Regions from separate parts of the Mus musculus genome. Here region 1 is linked to region 2. A link is a contact called in public HiChIP or PLAC-seq data. All regions are on one chromosome and are shown on one strand. Each heading gives the region's core, a stretch centred on a gene start, on an enhancer-like site or on the middle of the called end of the contact. The rest is flanking DNA. Distances are from core to core; before and after follow the strand shown. Region 1 overlaps Gm5544 (predicted gene 5544). Region 2 has its middle 2.5 kb from the start of n-TQctg2.

The links. HiChIP or PLAC-seq counts read pairs in DNA pulled down with a chosen protein or histone mark.
Region 1: a contact with region 2 is called in an H3K27ac HiChIP or PLAC-seq map of trophoblast stem cells, with 4 times the contacts expected there. The contact joins two enhancer-like sites. A contact is called at or near these places in 1 of 15 datasets of contacts at CTCF or cohesin (embryonic stem cells), 4 of 484 Hi-C or Micro-C datasets (the N1E-115 cell line, embryonic stem cells, granulocyte-monocyte progenitors and 1 more), 10 of 115 datasets of contacts at active chromatin or transcription factors (bone marrow-derived macrophages, embryonic limb bud, embryonic stem cells and 5 more) and 3 of 9 other capture datasets (adipose tissue, embryonic stem cells and pancreatic islet).

The regions. Positions count from the first base shown.
Region 1 is chr3:97,937,924-97,940,644 of GRCm38.p6, reverse strand. The region is part of intron 1 of Gm5544 (predicted gene 5544); the gene reads right to left. Among named protein-coding and RNA genes, the nearest start is that of Gm5544, 9.1 kb to the right of the region's middle. Within about 2 kb of position 1,309, at least 85 of the 459 cell types and tissues checked have an H3K27ac peak or open chromatin away from gene starts, as enhancers often do. A contact at or near this core is called in trophoblast stem cells, where this site is marked.
Region 2 is chr3:97,682,610-97,685,309 of GRCm38.p6, reverse strand. No RefSeq gene overlaps it. Among named protein-coding and RNA genes, the nearest start is that of n-TQctg2, 2.5 kb to the right of the region's middle. Within about 2 kb of position 1,284, at least 39 of the 459 cell types and tissues checked have an H3K27ac peak or open chromatin away from gene starts, as enhancers often do. A contact at or near this core is called in trophoblast stem cells, where this site is marked.

The sequences.
Region 1 (2,721 bases), core at 60-2,559, 260 kb before region 2:
CTGTGAGCCCAGTACTACTGGCTACAGTTCTTACATGCCATGGCATCATGAAACGTGCTCCTGTTTTGGAGACTTGGATATTTCCAGCCTTGCAGATGATTATAGACAATGCTGTCATTAATATCCCCACTCCCTGCTTTTGCATATCTTATTTCTCTGGGGCAAATTTCCAGAAGTTAGATTACACAGTCACAGGATGTTGTTTGTATAATATTAATGACATTTTGTTATATTACACAGTAGGGTCAGGGGTCCTTTGTGTGTGTGTGTGTGTGTGTGTGTGTGTGTGTGTGTGTAAGAGACAGAGAGACAGAGACAGAGAGAGGCTGACTGATTGATTGTGGCTGGGGTCATTGGCTCATGCCACAGGGATCCTGTGGTGGTCAGAGGACGACAGTAAACCTGCTTCTCTCCTTTTGCCTTTGTCGGGTGCTGGTGATTGAACCCAAGCCATCAGACACACTGCGAAGTGCCGTTGCCTACTGTGCAAACCTCACCTACCAGGTCTCTTAATTTGTCGAGATTCAGAATCCTCTCCTACCCCCGGCATCTCTAACTTCCTCCCTCTCTTCTCTGACTCTCTCTGGCTTTCTTTTCTCTCTCTCCTTTCTTTTTGGGGGAACATATAAAGGGGAAAACTTAACAAAGCAGGACAGAGGTTACAGTGTTCACAGAGGAAGGCAGGAAAAGGCAGAGGATATTTCTTCTTTATTACTTGTTTCTTGTCTTTCAGCTGCAGAAAGCAGGCAGCAGCTGCTTCCCCGGGTGGAAGAGAATCCTCTGAGACAATCAGCAGCCTGAGGGAGGGCCCTGCTTACTCAGACTTTCTCGCCTTCTGGGGAGATCAATGGACTTTGCCATTTCCATTATCTTTCACAATATCCCCTGGTGCTAGCTCAAACTGCCCTCTCTGAACAAACATTCCTCTCTGGGGGGCGGGAGGCTTGCTAAACTTTCTGGCTCTTTTATTCCCAGCCTCTATCAGTGGGAGCTCTTTGAAAGGGCCTGTCGTTCCTTCAACTCCAAAGCCTACCTGCTCAATTTTCCTTTTCTAATTTTACGCTAGGTATGAGGTGGGCACTTTCCTTATTAGAATCAGTTTTCTGGTGAATTCTAGAGTCTCCCTGTGACTGGTGCTAATGCTAAGATTCATGGGGGAAGTGCAGGAGACTCTGTTAGCAGCAGTGTTAGCAGCAGTGTTAGCAGCAGTGTCAGCAGCAGTGTTAGTAGCAGTATTAGCAGCAGTGTTAGCAGCAGTGTTAGCAGCAGTGTTAAGCTGGTTGACTCGGGCTTCCCAATCTGAAACCTTACTGCCAGGCTACAGCAGTCAAGACCTATTCAGCGTAAACACACTCAGATCAGCGGGACAGAAACACAAGCCCTAACAGTTATGCTCAATTGAATTTTGACAAAGGCACCAAAAGAATTCAACAGGGTGGGGGATGGTCTCTTAAACAAATGAAAAGCCACTGGAAAGACTGGATATCCATGTACAAAAGAATCGATTTGGACAAATGCTTAATATCGTGCACAATAATAAGCTCCCAGTGGATTGTAGACCTGAATATCTGAGCTAGAACTAGACAACTTAGAATATTAAGCAGCCTTGAGTCACGTGATGATCTTCACTATAACAGAAAGACACGAGCTGATAAAAAAGACAAAATAACAGGTGACATCTTGAACTTCATTAAAATTGCACACATCTGTGCTTTGAAGGACACAAGAAGGAGAAAGGAGGAGTCTGGAGGTGGCACATACCTTTGATCCCAGTACTCAGGAAATAGGCCCCAGTGACTTTGAGACTAGAGACTAACCTGGTGAATTCCATTCCAGATATGGGGTTTGTACTTGAAATATTCACAATCCAATAATAAGAAGCCAAGCTGGGCAGTGGTGGCGCACACCTTTGATCCCAGCACTTGGGAGGCAGAGGCAGGCAGATTTCTGAGTTCGAGGCCAGCCTGGTCTACAGAGTGAATTCCAGGACAGCCAGGACTATACAGAGAAACCCTGTCTCAAAAAACAAAACAAAACAAAACCCAATAATAAGAAGCCAAATAATCAAAAATGTGAAAGGACACTGAGTGAGGGATGTAGCTCAGCGGTAGAATGATTAACTACAGTGCACCAGGCCTTGGGTCTAACCCCCAGCATCACAAAATAAAGAGGCAAATAAAAATGGGCAAAAGATTATAATTTTATTCCAAAGTAATTATAGAAATGGCTGATAAGTCATTAGGTCACAGAAAGCAAATCCCTGCCTGGTCAGAGAGCTCTGCTCGCCACCATGACTACAATAAAACACGCAGAGAAACAATTACTGCTGAGGAGAAAGAAATTATAGACCTTATTGCTGCTGGTGGGAAAATACAATGGAAGCATCCCCTTTGAAACGGCTTGACAGTCCCTCGGAACCCCGAGGATGGAGTTACCACGATCTAGCAATTCCACTCCTAGGTGTGTGCCCCAGAGAGGTGCAAACATGTCTATACAGAGTCTGCACAGAGTGGAAACAACCTAGCTGTCCACCAGCTGATGAACAGATAAGGTGTGACACATCTGTCCGGTATAATGTTATTTAGTAACAAAAAAGGAATCGAGTTCAGACAGATGCTACAGTGTGACTGAATCTCCAAAGAATTCCTGTAAATAAAAGAAGTCAGAAATTAAAGATGTCATACAGTGTGGCACCATTTACATACAATGTCAGAACAGGCG
Region 2 (2,700 bases), core at 35-2,534:
TTGTGAAATTCTTAAAATTTTAAGAGTTGATTTTGGGGCTGGAGAGATGGGAGCACTGACTGCTCTTCCAGAGGTCTTGACTTCAATTCCTAGCAACTACATGGTGACTCACAACCATTTGTAATGGGATCTGATGCCCTCTTCTGGTGTGTCTGAAGAGGGCTACAGTGTACTCATATACATTAAATAAATCTAGAAAGAAAGAAAGAAAGAAAGAAAGAAAGAAAGAGAGGGAGGGAGGGAGGGAGGGAGGGAGGGAGGGAGGGAGGGAGGGAGGGAGGGAGGAAGGAAGGAAGGAAGGAAGGAAGGAAGGAAGGAAGGAAGGAAGGAAGGAAGGAAGGAAGTTGATTTTGCCTTCCTTGGCAGAACATTGCCTGTTTGGGGTTCACCCAAAAGGTAGGGCCAAGAGAACACACATTCTTCCCCATCTTCTCCCATAGCCCTTTCTACGTTGACTATCACCCCACCTCACCACACGGACTGTCACAAAAAGAAAGTATGTCAAGGAGGACAGAGGCTGGACCCGAAGCACTGGAGAATGTTACAAGGGGATGGCAGAAAGGAAAGCACGTGGAAGCAGAGATAAAAGACTCGAAAAGGACTAGTGGGCGGGGGTGGGGATAGAGGAGATTGGAATCCAGTAAAGTCCAAATCCTGCACCGAAAATCACCAGCGGCCATTTGAGGGTAGGAAGTGGACAACTACAAAGAAAAAGCAAGGCATACTTGGGGCTGGAATCTTACATCAGAACAGAAAGCTCCAGCAACGTGAAGGGTTGGGGCCTTGTGACCAGCCTAAAACGCCCTTCTTTGCGCCCGTACCCAAAAAAGTATTTGTTCTCATTCTGGGAAGGACAAACAAGAACAGTCAGTGAGTGTTGTGTTTTATAAAAAGAAAGAGCCAGGAACATGTTTGGTAGAGCGCGAGGTATGGTGAGTTGGAAGGGGATGTCTCTGCGGGCCTATGCTGAGACACCCCTTCTCCCTTCGGTGAGCTTATTTAGGCCTCGGGGAGGAGAGTTGAGGGGGTAGAGACAGTGGAGAGGGAGGGGGGAGGGGAATGGGGAGAGAAGGGACTGAGAAGGAAAAGAGTAAGAGGGTAAGAGAGTGGAGAATGAGGAAGAGGCAAGCAGCCCCTTTTATACTGAGTCAGGCGAACCTGGCTGTTGCCAGGTAATTGTGGGGCGGAGCATAAAAGGAATGCTGACAACGAGGAGGAGGGCGTGAGCCCCGCATCTGACAACTCCTGCTTGGATCCAGTCTGACAAGGATAAGTGCTTGGGGAGGAAATTCTTGAGGGCGGGGGTGAGGTGGGGTGAGGGGTGGATTTGCATATCTACAGCCAATCAGAAGCTACTCAGGGCTGTGATTCCGTGGTGTAAAGGTGCAGATGTTAGACTCTGGGTCCAGCGATCCGTGTTCAAATTTCAGTGTGGCCTTTTCCTTTAGTGGAAACCAAAGCTGCTGACTCTTACTGTGAAATGCCGTTCTCAGGAGAGCGCCATGGAGAAAGTTGCTGGCCAGTACATCTTTGCAGAACATAGCAGGCGTGTGTTACAGTGTTCATTATATTGGTGAAGTGACTGTGTTGTTTATACTTGTGGAATGCAGACCGTGGGAGTGAAAAGGGCTCTCTTATTCCAGACTCCAGCACGCTTATTTCAAGTGTCCTCCTGCGACGGCTAATCTTGGTGGTCAACTTGACAGTGTGTCAAGGAAGGCAGAGCCCCATTTGGGAAGATGCCTACATGGGATTGTGCGTGGGCATGTCTGTGGATAATTTTCTTGATTGCTAATTGATGTAGGCGGGTCCAGCTCACTGTGGATGACGGTTCATACCTTAGTTATGTATGCTTGGGCTGAATAAAAAAGAACCAGAAAAGGTGAGCAAGCCAGAAAGTAAGCTTTTCTCCACAGTTTCTACTTCAAGTGCCTGCCTTAAGTCGAGGGATGTCTTGACTTCCCTCGATGATCTATGAAACGAAATAAACTCTCTCCTACGTCCGTGAACAGCTCTAGAATGTGACAAGTAAGGACAGATCTGTTAATCAATCAAAGCGACTTCTTGGCTCAGGCAAGTTAACTGCTTTAGGCTTCACTTTCTTTTTTTTAAAATATTTTTTATTACATATTTTCCTCAATTACATTTCCAATGCTATCCCAAAAGTCCCCCATACCCTCCCCCCCACTTCCCTACCCACCCATTCCCATTTTTAGGCTTCACTTTCTACTCTGTTAAATGGAAACAATGGAAATATCTACCTTGTTGAGTGGTGGGACTCACATAAAATAATGCACACACAATGTCACTCTTGATATGTCCAGAGTCTATTGGTCAGAATATTTTATCCCAACAACAGAAAAGCAAACTAGAACGGAAATGTCTGTTCTGGAGCAGGGTGTCCCCCAAACCCTGTAACAGAGGATTATGCAAAATCTTCCCTAACTATTGGCTACACTTTTCTACCAGTATCCTAAGGTATCTTGTGGGCAAGTAAGGGGCTCCAGAAACTTCTGGAGAGTTCTCTCTCTCTCTTTTTTTTTTTTTTTTTTTTTTTTTGTCTCAGGAGGAGTTGGCCTGTATCATTACTTCAGATCTGGGCCCCCGGGTCAGATTCCATAGGGGACGGGATGTTTACCCCACAATTTGGGACCAGAGCAGAAGCCAGTCACTATCCTCTGAGTCTCGATGGATGATATG